Regions from separate parts of the Mus musculus genome. Here region 2 is linked to region 1. Evidence: chromatin contacts called from public promoter capture Hi-C data. All regions are on one chromosome and are shown on one strand. Each heading gives the region's core, a stretch centred on a gene start, on an enhancer-like site or on the middle of the called end of the contact. The rest is flanking DNA. Distances are from core to core; before and after follow the strand shown.

Region 1 (7,850 bases), core at 1,475-3,974:
GTATCTCCCAGTTGCTGGAATTACAGGGTGTTACTTCCCAGTTGAAATATCATACACAAACCCACAAGTATATGTGAATATAAACATATATTTATGTACATATATGTATATACACATATTTTCATGTATATGTATATATTATATAATTTATATATTATATAATTTTAGGATGCCTTTCCCTAAAAATGATATGAGCGTTATATTTGGTACATTAAATATGGCAAAACATGGCAATGTATTTTTGAGCTAGGGATACAGTTAAGTTGATAGATTCCTTTCCCAACATCTAAAGAGCAGGTGTGTCATCGTCCGGAATCCTTACATGGGAGGAGGAGGCAAGATAAGTATGCATAGCAGTTCCCACATGGTCTAGCGGTTAGGATTCCTGGTTTTCACCCAGGCGGCCCGGGTTCGACTCCCGGTGTGGGAAACTCATTGTTTTACGAATGATCCTAGTACTTGATAAAGGACTTCAAAGTGTTCTTAAAGCTGTAGAGTTTGAGACACTATGTCAGCTCCTTTCTTAACGGAGCAAGGAAAATACCTAAATAAATGAGAAAGGCAATATGTGTATTATACACAGTAGTCTAAGGTGTAGGAATTTCTTTATAAGCACATGATGTTTTATCATTAACAAAGCATTTTTCACTTATCTAGTTCCTTGTTGCAAATTCTTGCTGGATTTAGCTTTCTGGTTTCACAGTAGGAAAAACTGAGTGGGAGATTTGCTTGATTTGGATCACTAACAGGGAGGGAAATTAGAGCTCAATGTATTCTTTCCTTATGATCTCAGACAGGGAGAAGAAGACAACATGAGTAATATGAGTAAAACCATTTTGGAGGTGGATAAAGAACTTTAGCAACGGACCACACTCTGTTAGGGTGTCAATCCTTAGGCATTAAACCACGAAGCTGTTCAGAGCATCTAAGATGCTCACCACAACCTTACGTAAACGTGAAAATACGTTTGGATTTGGAGAATGAACACGATGATTCTCCCCAAAGTGAGAGTCTCCGCGCGGAGTGACGAGGCGACACATCCCGTCTGTACCCACCAGCCACTTTGAGGTATACGGCGGCCTCCTCGAAGTCGTCGTTGTCTTTGAAAAGGCACCGGTACTCCCCCTGGTCTGAGACCCTGACATCTCGGATCAGCAGAGTAGCGCGGCCGTCTAGAAGCCCGGCTGTCGCCAGCGTCGCCCTCCCGCGGTACTCCGTCATCTGCTGGCCCTCCTGCTCCTGGCCATCCCGGTATAGAAGTACCGCTGTCGACCTCGTCTGTCGAAACCACAGCAGCTCCATGTATTCTGAGCTCGCGTTTGGGGAAAAGCCACAGGTCAGCTCGGCATCTGAGCCCACTAGGGCCAACACTGGCTCCTGAGGTGCGGTCACATCGAAGGGAGCTGCTGTAATAAACAAGGTCAGATAGGACGATGGGTTGGGATGGAGGACCTACCGGCCAGTCTCCTTGTAAAGAAAGGAACTCGGGGTGGCTGCTATTTCTTTTCTTCTGTTTATTTTTCAGACTGGATCTCATAAATCCCAAGGTGGCCTCCAGCTCACTATGTAGCCTTGAGCTCCTTGCCCTCAATTCTCAAGTGCGATCATTACAGGGGTGCACCACCACCACACTTAGCGTTCCAATTCCTTTGATTTAAAGGAAAAACAACTAGGCGCTCCCTACGTAACCCTGGATGCTCTGGCTATCTCTATGTAGACCAGGCAGGTTTTGACCTCAGAAAAATCTGCCTGGGCCCACCTGGTGCTGCAATTGCAGGTGTGTATTACCTCCCGCAGTGGGTTTCCTTTGAACTCACTGGATTGTGGTGAAGGTCCCCCCACCAGGAGCCAAACCGGGTCAGAGGTATTTATTTATAGGGACCTTCCAACTTTGCGAGAAAGAGAAGGCTAGAACAGAAACTTACCCGAATCCAGCGTGGGCAGCTGTAGGACAGTGAGGGTGAGCAGACAGACCAGGAGGCAGGAGTTGGTGGGAACTGCCATCTCTGAGCTAACTGGGGCAATGAAGCCCGCCAAGAGCTTCAGGCTGGGAGAGAAACAGTCAGGAGGTAACTATGGGTTCCGCAAGCGCCCTGTTCTCCACCAGTTTCTTCCAACCTGGAGGGCTCTGTATTTCCCCTACAGGGTCATTTTCAGTCCATTTTACAACAGCGCCTGCCCCATACCCTTCCTCTGTACGTCTGGTCCTCCAGCCCTCGACTGCCTCCAGAATGGAGCCGCGAGGCACAGTTGTAGATAATGAAGAAATCTCCTCATTTACAATAACAATAAAACAATAAAGTAAAATCGAATCGAGTGGGATACTTTGTTATTCGTGTTTAGAAGTGATAATGAAGATAAAGCCACGGAGGTAGAAATGGAGAACATGAAATGAAACGAAGGAGGAGAGAAAGACAAGGTGTGTTTCTCAACTGTAAGCCCAGCAGCTCTCAGGAGGGTGATCTCTGGGAGTTACACCGTGAGGTACATACAGTCTTGACAAAGTCTGAGAGAGAGGGGAGAGGCAGAGCTGAAGAGCTTGAGGAACAGAAAGCCTAGTACAGAGAAGAGACAAAGAGAGCTGAGCTGAGAGTGAAGCACCTACCGATTTCGACAGACCCAGAGGAAAAGGGAGCCAGAGCCACAGTGATCAAGTGAAAAGGGCTGCTTGTCACCCCGGGGCCAAAGAGAGAGCTCTTCAGAAGGAAGAAGGCTGTGTGCTGTTAGAGAAGCCTGCCCACAGGTGGCCAAGTGTATTTATTCGGGGTGGGGGGAGGAGCAGCCTTTTAAACATGTGGACTACAGATTAGTGGTCAGGTAGTTTGGGTTCATCCTCCTCCCCTAAGAGAACGATATATGCATTAAAGAGCTGTACCGAATATAGGGAATGGGGACAAAAAGAAAGAAGACTTGAGCAACTGAAATGAGTCATGAGGCCATCAGCCTGTGAATTTAACTCTGTGGCTTCAGTTCTTTTAACCCAAGTTCATGGGGGGGGAGGGGGGGGCGCAGGCGGGGGTCATTGTAAGTTTAAGGCCAGTCTGGGCTTCATAGCAAGATCCAGACTTGCAAGAGCTACATATGGAGAACAAAACAAAAGAGAGTGGGGTGTTTGTTACTTTTAAGAAAAAGACTAATGTTACTAATACCTTGTTTGAATTATGCCAAGTTGGAAAAGTATTAGACACAAACAGTATTGGAAACAAAACAGGCAAGAGAATAGGAGCCCAGAAAGTAAATTACTTTGTCATTACATCTGTGAATAGCTAAAGAGTGAGTCCACAATGGCTGCAGCTCTCCCTCCCTGATCTTTTCCATGAGACACCTTCAGGAATGTGGGTGTGGGTGGCAGGAGTCCACTGGATGTCCACCTTCAAGGTATAACTGCACAAGGACCTGGCGCTTCACCCTGCCATCAGTCATGAGATCAGCAATTTCTTATTTGGTTTTGAATTTTCATTTATTACTGAAAAAATGCAAAGATAAAGAAAAAAAACAGTTTTATCAATGATTGTTTCTATGCTGTACATAAATATAAAATAAAATTTAAGAACAATATATATCAGTTCATAGTGATAAGTTCATAGTAAGTTTTCCTGCATAGTTCATAGCATAGCTAATACGCATATATTTGCGAAGATTATGAGATTTCTAGTTCTTTTTCTAGTATAAAGACTGCACTTCGGGGGGAGGGTATGGAGGACTTTTGGGATAGCATTGGAAATGTAAATGAGGAAATTACCTAATTAAAAAAAAAAAAAAAAAGAATGCACTTGGCATTTGGTAGAAGGTCCATCTAGCATTCATGAAGCCCTGAGTTAGATCCCAGCACTGCTTAAAATCAGGCATAGTGGCTCCTCTAAGCTACTTGTGACTTTGCTAGGCACTATACATGGTATCCTTCGATAGCTCAGTTGGTAGAGCGGAGGACTGTAGGAGTATTCGACCTGGAAATCCTTAGGTCGCTGGTTCGAATCCGGCTCGAAGGAGGTCTGTTTTTGTAACTCAGATAGATCGATCTACCATGTCTGTTTGTTTTACTAGCCTGTAGCAAACAGTAAGGGCAAGATAAACTTTTTTTTTTTAAACGCACAGTAAAACAGACATGCTAACACATGCTTCTATTCCTAGCATTCGGGAGGCAGAGGTAGGAAGAGTTTGAGGCCAGCCTGATCTACAGATCAAGTTCCTGGACAACTAGAGCAATGCAGTGAGAGCCTGCCTGGGAAAAAAAAAAAAAAAGGAAGAAACAAGAAAGAAAAGGAGGAAGAGGAGGAGGGAGGAAGAAGAAGAAAATAGAAAAAAGATATGCATTTTTATTTGTAGCTCTTTGTTTCTAACTATGATAACTACCCGATATGCTGTTTGATCCAGTTCCATGAATAAAGCCATTGACTCAAAGGGCATAAATATATATGTTATCAGTGACCTTCCCTACAATATTAAAAAGATCATAGCATCCTAAAGAGTGTCCTTCAGGCCTGCAAGCAACAAGAGGTATTATCTTACATGCTTATATGAAAATTAGTGAAATTTAGTATCATCATTATCACCTTTGTGGTGTAACAAGGCTGGGCATTTCTCTTGGATTAGCTGACCACTCGGTAAAATCTAGACTGGAGTCCTCCAGACCAGTCGCTGTCTATTTTGAGGTCTGGTCTTCTTTCTGTGTGGACTTTTTAAAAATTAAAGTTAATAATTGTATTATATTTGAAGTCTGAGGAGATGGCTTAGAAGTTAAGAGCGCTGGCTGCTTTTGCAGAGGGCCCGGGCTCAGCTCCCAGCTCCCACATGGTCCGTAATTAAAATTCCAGGGGCCTCCCAGGTATCCACACACACATGACAGACTAACATGCATCCACATAAATGAAAAATAAATTAAAAACAAATTTTAAAGTAAGTGCTTTATATTTTTGACAACATTTCTTCTCAATTTTATTTAATTTTTAAAAATTACTATGATTAAGAACAAAGCTAGCTACTCTCGTTGGCCTGATTGGCTGCTAGGTTGTGTGCTGTTCCCAAGCACAAATCTGATTTTATTACTTCTTTGCTTAATATTTTCTGCATGCTGAGGACTGGCATGAGGACTGAGAATGTAACAATCCCTGTGTATCTGAATGCTATCCAGAAATGCCACACTCATCTCCTTCATACCTACAGGAAATGCATATTATCAAGATAGCAGTTTCAGAACTTTACTCCGAACTCTTGCCTCATCAGTTGTGGGCAATTTGTATTTTAAAATGACGTATACAATACATTTAAATGTTCCATCCTAGCTTATTTGAGTGAAGAACAAAAATATTAACAGTTGGGTTGAAGAGATGTTTCAGCAGTTAAGAACATGGACTGCTCTTGTAGAGAACCTATGTCAAGTGGTTCATGGCCACCTGGGATGCCAGCTCCCAGGGGTCCGACACTCTTTGGACTGCTGGAGCATTTGCCCTTGTGTGCACAAACCCACAATTGAGCACACACACAGACACACAAATGAAAAATAAGAAAAATAAGGCCGTGGTGGTGCACCCCTTTAATCCCAGCACTTGGGAGGCAGAGGCAGGCGGATTTCTGAGTTCAAGGCCAGCCTGGTCTACAGAGTGAGTTCCAGGACAGCCAGGGATACACAGAGAAACCCTATCTCGAAAAACCAAATACTGCTACTAATACTAACACTACTAATAATAAATCTTTAAATATATTACTGATTACTGAATAATTAAGATGGGCTTTTGTCATCACTTGGGACTTGGAACCACACTGACGTCAGAACCCTTAGGCTCTAGGAAGACATGTAATTAAGATGACTATTTGTAACAGACAGGAGGCTGATGCAGGAGCATTGCTCTGAGTTTGTGTGTGTGTGTGTTGGGGGTGGGGGGAGGGTTCCTGGCCTACAAAACAAGACACAGACCAGCTAGGCTACACAGGGACACTGTGTCTCAAAATAAAAACAGGAGAAAGACAGCTGGAAGGGAGGGAGGGACAAGCACTGTGGTAGTCCTGGGCATGTTCAACCTGTGACCCACAGCCGCATGTAACACATCTCTCCAGGGTGACTCTGAATGAGACTCAACACAGACTCATTCACAGATCATGTTGTGTTTGTTTTTTTTTTTTTCTTTTCCTTCCTCCAATGTGTTCTTTGTAGATGACAAAGATGTTTCCATGGTAACAGATTGAAGAAAAGGAAAAGCCTTTCTCTTTCCTCTTCCTGCACTGTCCCACTAGCAGGCCAAACTCGGAATTGGTGTGGTTACTCAAAGCACCTCCTCCAGATAATGGTGCTCATCGTCTCTCCCAGAACATTCTGCCCCGTCTTGTCTGCATGGTTAATTCCCCTCCCTCTCTCAAAAGTCACCTGAGGGTGGTAACTTCCATAGCTTCTTTCAAAAGCAAACAAGTATAACTGTACTTTTGTAGGAGGGTGGAGAACTGTATCTTATTGCCCAGGGTGGCACCAAGAACACTATACAGCTGAAGATATCACTGCAATTATCCTCCTGCCTCCACCTCCCAAGGCTGGGATTATAGGTAGGTGAAGCCAAGATGGCTGCTCATTACTTTTTTTTTTTTTAATTTTATTTGTTTATTTATTTTGAGGCAAGGTACCCCAGGCTTGCCTGAAACTTACTATATAGTCTAGAATGGTCTTGAAGCCATGGTGATCCTCCTGCCTCAGTCTCTTGAATACTGAAATTAATGTCATGAGCCACTGTGGTAGTCTATGTAAAACTGCTTTATCTGTTACTTGTCTACACGTTTCTGAACACAATAACTCATTTATGCTTTTATTTCTCTATATAACCATTTATATTTTGGATGCATTTTACTCTCTGTCTCTCTCTGTCTCTGTCTCTGTCTCTGTCTCTCTGTGTGTGTGTGTGTGTGTGTGTGTGTGTGTGTGTGTGTGTCTTATTCTTGATCAGAATCCTCAGGTGATGAGGCAGCTGTCAGCTTTGCAACAATTCTGGCCAAATGAGCCAAGAGGAAGTGCCGCAGTGGGTAAGGGTCATGCCAGTTCCAGTCCCATGCTCTTAGCTGGTTTGCTGTTGGACTTCATGGTCAGCTGCTTTTCAAGGGGATCACACACAGTTAACATGCACCTATGATGTTCTGACAGTACAATTCTGAAATTATGCCCTTATTTACCAACCCATTCATAGGTAGGTAGTATGATGGAATTTGTGTATTTGAAGAGGGCATGGAAAGGAAGCCACAGGAGATGGTCTGGAGAAGAAGATGAAAGGGTTGCCAGCAGATGTAACAGGAGCCAATAAACTGAGGTTCGCTTCAGCAAGGTAGACAGAGAATTCAGGGAAAGGATTAAACTCGAGGCCTTCCCTGAGCTCTGCCCCTGCAGCCTCTGTGTTACCTCTGATTATTGCTCATTCTGGTTCTTTCATCGTCCTGTGGCTTTACTGTACACCTGGCCAAAGCGGGGCTGCCTTTCCGTCTGGATGACAGGCTGTGGGCTGGTGTGAATAATGTTGGATTCTGACATCTCAGCAGCAGCCTATATGTCTGTTATTAGGCTGAGTATGGTGGTGTACACTCGTGACCCAGCACCAGGGTCATGGAAGCAGCAGTTCATGGGTATTTAGGGCTTTCAGTCAGTCTGGGGTACACAGGTCCTGCCTCATTTTAAAACTGGCCTGCTCTCACCCATTTTCCTCTTACCACCTCTGTCACTCGGTGATGTCTCCATTTGTCTTCACCAAAACCAGACCTTAACACAATGATGTGGATGGCAGTAATTTACTGGGGAATGACCTCAGGAAGCACAGTGAGGAAGTGAAGAAGGGAACCGGGAAGAATTAACAAAGGCGCACGCCTTTAATCCCAGCACT
Region 2 (7,850 bases), core at 2,326-4,825, 220 kb after region 1:
ATAATCTTTGGGTCTCAGAGTAAGCAAGTTACAGAAACAAGCAATCAAGCAAACAAACAAGAAACCATCTAGTCATATCATAACAAGTAGATAGTCATGGCTATTTTTGGGTGGGGGTTACTGGGAACTTATCTTTCAGACACTGGAGTCAGAGACAAATGACTGGAGGGTACCCTGATGGATGCCTAGCACAAAATGGAGCTTCTTTAGCCTTATCAGGGATAACCTTTATCAGTGTGCCCCAGTACAAAGACTTTCCCAGACCATTAAGACAAAATTGCTGAAGTTCTGCTCAAGGCCTGAAAGCCAACTAAAGCTCTAAGATATTTTGTGCTATAGAGAATTCTGTCTAGCAGTAAGCAGGACTCTGAGGTTTAAATAGTGACAATGCATAACAGAAGTTAAAGAACCATACTAGAATATTAGGGATGAGCTGGGACAGAGCTGTGTGGGATGCTGTGCTTGGTAGCCTGTTCTTAGCTGCCCCTAAGAGTCATTAAACAGCATGATCTACTGGAAAAGATGGTTGTATTGGCAGCTTTCATTTAGTGTGTACTGGATGCCTTCCCTGGTAGTACACGGACTCTCTAGAACAAAATGCTTTCCGGCTTGCCCAGTCTGTGATGCATTGAATTCAGCACACTCAGTGCCCCCCTTTTTATTAGATATTTTCTTCATTTACATTTCAAATGCTAGCCTGAAAGTCCCCTATACCCTCCCCCTGCCCTGCACCCCAACCCACCCACTCCTACTTCCTGGCTTTTTTTTTTTTTTTTTTCTTTCCAAGTATCTATTTGTATTCCTAAACTAAGCATTACAATGTAACAAGTTGAGGTCTTGACCTCATGGTCTTGATGAAGATGAAAACAAAAAGGTTAACAGTGTTCATGATGTATCCATTCACCAGCAAATGTTCAAATACCAAGGTTTGTTTTTAGGGACCTGGAGCTACTAGAACACCTCAAGTCTTTCTCTATCTCTCTCTATCTCACCACGGGAAAACAGGTCCTGTAGATCCTGAAAACTATCCTACCACCATGTTAAGTCTCTTTGTTTCTTTTCTTTTCTTTTTTTTTTTTTTTTGGATCCTGAATAAAAGCCATGCTGGCCTCGGCTGAGACTTCAGCTGTTCACATACTGTCAAGTTTTAACACCTGGCCCCCTTTATACAGAGTCTGTGAAACTTTTTTTCCCCTTTAAGTTCTTTACAGAGTTTAGAATGTAATTAAGTAACTTTTTCTTATGTAATCCTCTATATAACAAAGGGTACCCATTATGTAATAATTTTGCACTATTTCAATTTTTCTTCTCATACTCTCTTAGGTGAGGATGGTTATAAAATATCAGTGTTTGAAGTGTATGTTTTCTAATCCCAGGGACTTAGTTAATTTCTTTATTCTGTTTTTCATCAAAACATCTACAATAGCAATAGCACTTGTTTTTGACTGTTGCTTACAAGGATTAGTGAGGAACACATATCTACCCAGCATGCAGTGGTGCCTACCCAGCAGCCATCTGTCTTGATCAGCCTGTGCTCTTCTAATTTCAGGGTACACACTACAGAGTCAGGGTCTTTTCATAGCAAAGTGAACACAGACACAGAAAGATGTTGGGATAGGGGAGCTTAAAGGCATTCCTGAAGGTCTCACACCTGGGAAATTTCCGCTCAAAAGAAAATTGACAAGGAAATGAAAATGATTCCAAAGCTGATATGAAGTAAGTGAGATCCAAGGATCCAGGTTCTCAAACTTGAAGGAATCCCGAGCTGGACTCCTGACCAAACAGTAGTAGCTATGCACAGTGATATCAGACTTCGTAAGCCCAGCTTGCATGTAGTCACAACTATAGTTCCAGCACTTAGAGGGCGGAGGCAAGAGATTTCAGTAGTCCACAGTCATTCTCAGCTGCCCAGCATGTTTGAGGGCAGCCTGAGGTATAATGGACCCAGCATAAACAAACAATGCCATTCTTCTTCAGCAAGGCATGTTGACTCATGCCTGTACTCCTAACATTTGAGAAATGGTGGCAGAAACCTCAGGAGTCCAAGGCCAGTCTTAGTTATGTAGTAAGTACCCAGGCAGCTTGGGTCTCATGAGATCCGTTTCTCCCAAACCCAAACAACTCAGAAAACTCCTTTTTCATTTTCATTTTATTTTTTCTAAGCCCACAGCACCCAATATTCCTACGTGGCCTCCCATCGGAGTGTCAACTAGGCCTGACACTGCTTATCTTCTACAATCAGTCACATTTAGGTGGTATGATCATAGAACTTTTTTTTTTTTTTTCTCCTAGGGGGAGTCAATGTGATTTTTTCCTCAGCCCTTTATCTTCACAGTTTCTGGGCATCCGATCATTTTTCTTTTAGAATAACTGCTGGGGAAGGAGGAAGAAGCTGCCTGGGTTCTCCAGTATCAGTAAGACTGCAAGCACTAATTTCTGGTTAACACACACACACACACACCAATGGGCATGGTTGTGCATTGCCTTTATTCTCAGCCCTCCATAAACAGAGGCAGGCAAATATCTAAGTTCAAGGACAGCCAGGGCTATACAGAGAAACCCTGTCTCTAAAAGCAAGCCAGCCAGCCAGCCGGCCAGCCAAGCCAGCCAAGAACAGATTCGAAATCTGGGAACAACCAAGGAGCTTGCTTTAAAATGTAAAATTTTTGTAAAAATGGATAACGTTGGTAATTCATAAGAACTCCATGACTACCTGCATGTGAGTTAGAATGAGCTGCCATCATCAGAGAAACTCCTGCAGCAGATGAGGACAAACACAGACTCATGGTCGGACATAACGGAGTAGGTGGTAGGCTTATAGTACTAAAAACATACAACCTTCAGCTGGCTTACATTGACAAACATTAGTATTCGGCTTAGACCAGAAGTTCTGAGACCTTTGACTTTAAGCTGCCCAATCTATCAAATTCTAGGGGGTACTACCAATCTTAATAAAGTTTACTCTACAAAAATACTCCCAAGTAATTAAAACTGTTAACAATCAAGACCAGTCGTTACTATCTAGAGCCCACCAGATTAGGGTAGAAATTATCAATAGAGTATCCTGTTCAACTCTTCTTTTGAAAAAGTGGGGGCTCTGAAAAGAGCCTTTGGGTTTGAAGTTTCCGCAGATTCTGTTGCTTATTTCCCCTTGGCCTTGTGGTGGCTCTCGGTCTTCTTGGGCAGCAGCACGGCCTGGATGTTGGGCAGGACGCCGCCCTGCGCGATGGTCACGCGGCCCAGCAGCTTGTTGAGCTCCTCGTCGTTGCGGATGGCCAGCTGCAGGTGGCGCGGGATGATGCGCGTCTTCTTGTTGTCGCGGGCCGCGTTGCCCGCCAGCTCCAGGATCTCGGCCGTCAGGTACTCCAGCACGGCCGCCAGGTAGACCGGGGCGCCGGCGCCCACGCGCTCCGAGTAGTTACCCTTGCGGAGCAGCCGGTGCACGCGGCCCACGGGGAACTGCAGGCCGGCCCGGGAGGAGCGGGTCTTGGCCTTGGCGCGAGCCTTGCCGCCCTGCTTACCACGTCCAGACATAGTAATAGTGCTGTGTAAGTAACAGAACAGTAAAAACAAGTTACCAAGACTGTACAGACGCGGCAGCTTTTATAGTAGGTTCCTGGGTAGTAAACGCTACTACTTGATTGGTTACAAGTGAGCTCATTGATATAGCCAATAGAAAATCTGCTTCTGGAAACTTCATTTGCATAATCCCACCCATGAACCCACTACTTTTTCTTCTTCCAATTAGCTGAGACTGGTTCGAAATCCTTCATTAGCATAAACGCCCTATAAGTAGGAGAAGTCCGTTCCCAGCCCACACTGAGGTTCCTGTGTTTGGAAATCCGAAGATGCCTGAGCCTGCGAAGTCCGCTCCCGCCCCGAAGAAGGGCTCCAAGAAGGCCGTGACCAAGGCCCAGAAGAAGGACGGCAAGAAGCGCAAGCGCAGCCGCAAGGAGAGCTACTCGGTGTACGTGTACAAGGTGCTGAAGCAAGTGCACCCCGACACCGGCATCTCCTCCAAGGCCATGGGCATCATGAACTCGTTCGTGAACGACATCTTCGAGCGCATCGCGGGCGAGGCGTCCCGCCTGGCGCATTACAACAAGCGCTCGACCATCACGTCCCGGGAGATCCAGACGGCCGTGCGCCTGCTGCTGCCCGGGGAGCTGGCCAAGCACGCGGTGTCGGAGGGCACCAAGGCCGTCACCAAGTACACCAGCTCCAAGTGATCCTGCCAAGTAAGCCTCCGTAGCGAATTCCAAAGGCTCTTTTCAGAGCCACCCACTTTCTCAAAGAGAGAGCTGTGGTAGAACAGTGCGTTCAGTTTTACCCAGAAGCAGATGACAGGTGCTTATAAATCTTAAAGGCAGTGGGATACTTTTAGCTTAATTTCAGTCTTGGTTACATTTAGCTACAACCATTTTGTTGGGAGAAAAAAAAAAAGCCTTGCAAACGTCACTTCCGGTGAGGCGGACTTGAGTCCATCAGAACAAAGTTGTAGGACAGGAGTGACAGACTTTGAAGAGGATAATTGTTGCCATTAGGAAGTTTGTCTTTTATAAGTTGTAGGTTTTACTTTGGAAAGAAGTGGCTCCAAGACTGATGTTAAACATGAGGGGTCTGTAACAAAGGACAGGCTTTTCATTTGTAGATTTAATATCAGATTACCGAGCTATCTAGCATGAAATCTTAGACCAGTATCTTGGTAGAGTATTCTAAAATATGACCTGGAATTGTCAAACTTACGGCATTGAAGTTCTGGTAAAAGACGGAACTGAATTGTTCAAATGCAAATGCAAATGTATCACTTTACCGTACTTTGGCCATACTAAATTTTCATAGTCCAAGTGACGTGAAAGTTTAGAGAAATGAGAAGATCCGAAGCAAGCAGTGGGGAGAGGCTGAACTGGAAGGACTTAATGCAAGAAATCCCAAAACGAACGCCGTTGCTGTGTCTGTTGACTTAACAATTCAAAATATAAGGACTTCAGAGTCATTAGCGGAGTTTAGTCCTCTGCTTGTCCAAATGAAAGGCGAATATTTCCATCACCCTAGTTGCCCCCTGAACAAACTTGGCCATAAATACTGGCTCGCTTCTTCCGGCCCCACTTATCTAAGCCTTTGTCTTGCCTGTTCGAAGAAACAGTACACTTGCTCTCTTCCCCACAGAAGTTAACAGCATGCTATCATCTACATCATTTATTTCTAGAAGCTGTGCCTAGATATGGTTTAGGATTACATTATGAGCTAGCAGTGTGGGGAACCTTTTCAGCCTTCTGCCGCCTTATGTCTCCTTAGTGCTGCAGCTTTGTTCTTGCACAACTCTCCTTTTTCTGGTTCGCATTTGGTTGAATTGTTGCCAAAATCCACAAATCAGGCTCAGAAGTGTATAAAAGGCTCCAGGGTTGAAGTAGATTGATACTTTTCATTTGACCAGCAAATCATTGGTGATTTTTTCACTTCTGCCTTTGGTGAGATTCATGTTGTTTCTTTGTTTGGCCTGTCCTTTTTTAATCTCCTTCCAAATTCTATGTCTCTGTCTCTTGGTCCCCCCCTTCTGCTCTGTGTGTGTGTGTGTGTGTGTGTGTGTGTGTGTGTGTGTGTGAGAGAGAGAGAGAGAGAGAGAGAGAGAGAAAGAGAGAGAGAGAGAAGAGAGAGAGAGAAAGAGCGAGCGAGAGAAAGAGCAAGAAGAAATCAGTGAAACAGCAGTATCTTGTCTCGACATTCTAAAAGTCACGATTTGGTAATTCCATGCCAGATTGTCACATGCAGTGTTATTGGCTATGTTCTTTTTATTGCAAGGTTCCAGAGAGGAGTGAGAAAAAGCATAAACTTGCCTGCTGAGGCAGAATGTTTGCTTCTGCTATGTATAAAACAGTATTAACAGTATTACTTAAATCTTAATGAGTTAGTTTATTATAAGGGATATGGCATAACAGTAGAATGTCTACCAAATTTGAAGAACAAGAGGATCAGTCCTGTTCTGAATAGTGCTCTCCTGACACGACGTCTGACTTAAAATCAATACTTTTGTCTCATTAGTCATAATACTTCAATAGATACCTATGTCTTTGTTCATTGACCTTCAGTCTTTTCTGTTGTCCCAGTTAGCTCCTCTCACTTGCATAATTGCTGTGAATATTTCCTATTTTATGAATATAAATTTGAGGACATTGTCTATCCCAGCAGGAAATGAATAAGTTATGTGATTTAAGTGTAAATTGGTTTTTATAAAGGGTCTAAAAAAATGTATCAACTTTAATTAATTGAAAACCATCAATTACTATAAATTATTTCACATTCTTAGGCATTACATTAAGGTGTGGCCTCTTTTAAGGTTGGATTCAAGTTTACCTAGTTCTAGTCATAATTGCATTTGTACATTTTTTGTTTACTTAATAATTTGACTTTTGGCTTAATTGTGTTAAGATGGATCTTTTATTATAATATAAAAGTGTTAGCATAATAATGTAGTTTACAGAAGCTACGATTTGTTGTATAAAAAAACTACATTAAGTTTACAAACTTTTTCCACTAAATTTATTTACTTGAATAAAATCACTTTTTAATATAAATAACATACATTGAACTAAGTCAAATCACAAAGTAATTTTAAAAATGGAATTAAAACTTAAATAACAAGTGGTAAGGACTCAACATGTCAGGTTAAAAACTGAATTCACTGGCAAATAATTACTTTAAGAACTTAGATGAATCGTAAGTGGAGTGAATTAGTGTCTTCTCATTAGATACTATGCAATTTCTAACTTAGAGGTTACAAAACATAAGACATTGGAATGTTTGCTCTGTGCAAATACCCTATTGTTACACAGGTTATAACAAATAGCGCTTAGCAAAATAGAAAACACGGATCTTTCCATTTAACATGGTGAGATCATCCTTTCCTTTCCCACTTAGATTTGTAGGATTGAAAGTTACTGGAGAAATGCCATGGCCTTAGAGAACCAGGCAGGTTTGGGACTGGTGCTTGTTAATGTATATATACCGGAACACAATTGCTTGCTGTGTTTAAAGGTGTGGCTTTAATTGCTATCAAGTTCCCTAGCGACAGAAGAAAACACAATTATACAGGATAATGATTATGCTTAGTCTATGTTTTAAGGGAGTTGGCATTGTTAAGTAATATAGTAATTCACTTTAGCACATAATACTCAGGGGTGTGTACCAGACTGTCTCTGTTTTCTTTTTATGTAGCTGGGATTTGTCCTCATATCTTAATGTAGTGATCAGTTGGTTACCAATCTTAAAGTTCATGACAATAAATTTTTACAGGATGAGTTTTACACCAAAAACCCATTGTGAGGTTTTTCTCATTTATCTCTTGGTAACAACCAATTTTCCTTTACACTACAAAGAAAGGTTAGGATTCTAAAATAATCACTGTTTGAGTTCCCAGGGACTGTCTACTTGTAATCAATTCTTTTCTGTTTGTTTGTTTGTTTGTTTTGAGACAGGGTTTCTCTGTGTAGCCTGGGCTGTCCTGGAACTCACTTTGTAGACCAGGTTATCCTCAAACTCAGAAATCCGCCTGTGTCTGCCTCCCAAGTGCTGGGATTAAAGGTGTGCGCCACAACCGACCGGCGTAATTGATTCTTTAAAAATTGTTTTGAAAAGAGTACTGAGGAGATAACTCACTGAGCTATATGAAGACCGGAGTTTACTTTTCAGAACTTGTGTAAAAATTGCCCGAGGTGGTGGTGGTGGTGTTGTGTGTCTGTAGTCAGCATAGGAGAAAATGTGTGCTAATAATTAACTCAATGTCCTTGAGGTATTGGCAAATGGCACTGTTCTGACCTTGCACAGTACAATAATCAGAAGGATGGGTTGAG

What was found. Capture Hi-C pulls out chosen DNA fragments and counts their contacts.
Region 2: a promoter capture Hi-C map of adipose tissue shows a contact between it and region 1, with 2.9 times the contacts expected there. The contact joins the promoter of H2ac6 here to the promoter of Btn1a1 in region 1. A contact is called at or near these places in 3 of 39 promoter capture datasets (hippocampal neurons, liver and pre-B cells), 1 of 115 datasets of contacts at active chromatin or transcription factors (memory CD8 T cells) and 2 of 9 other capture datasets (adipose tissue and liver).

Annotation. Positions count from the first base shown.
Region 1 is chr13:23,463,177-23,471,026 of GRCm38.p6, forward strand. It overlaps Btn1a1 (butyrophilin, subfamily 1, member A1), which reads right to left and starts at 2,725. Exons shown (of 8, transcript NM_013483.3): 1 at 2,606-2,725; 2 at 1,926-2,047; 3 at 1,056-1,406. The coding sequence starts at 2,004. Gm52036 (a long non-coding RNA gene) reads left to right here and starts at 1,248. Exons shown (of 2, transcript XR_003950563.1): 1 at 1,248-1,420; 2 at 1,526-2,312. n-TYgta8 (a tRNA gene) reads left to right here and starts at 3,900; the gene lies at 3,900-3,989. It overlaps n-TEttc5 (a tRNA gene), which reads left to right and starts at 359; the gene lies at 359-430.
Region 2 is chr13:23,680,384-23,688,233 of GRCm38.p6, forward strand. It overlaps H2ac6 (H2A clustered histone 6), which reads right to left and starts at 3,576. Exons shown (of 1, transcript NM_178189.5): 1 at 3,090-3,576. The coding sequence starts at 3,534. The coding sequence ends at 3,142. It overlaps H2bc4 (H2B clustered histone 4), which reads left to right and starts at 3,816. Exons shown (of 2, transcript NM_023422.3): 1 at 3,816-4,238. The coding sequence starts at 3,849. The coding sequence ends at 4,229.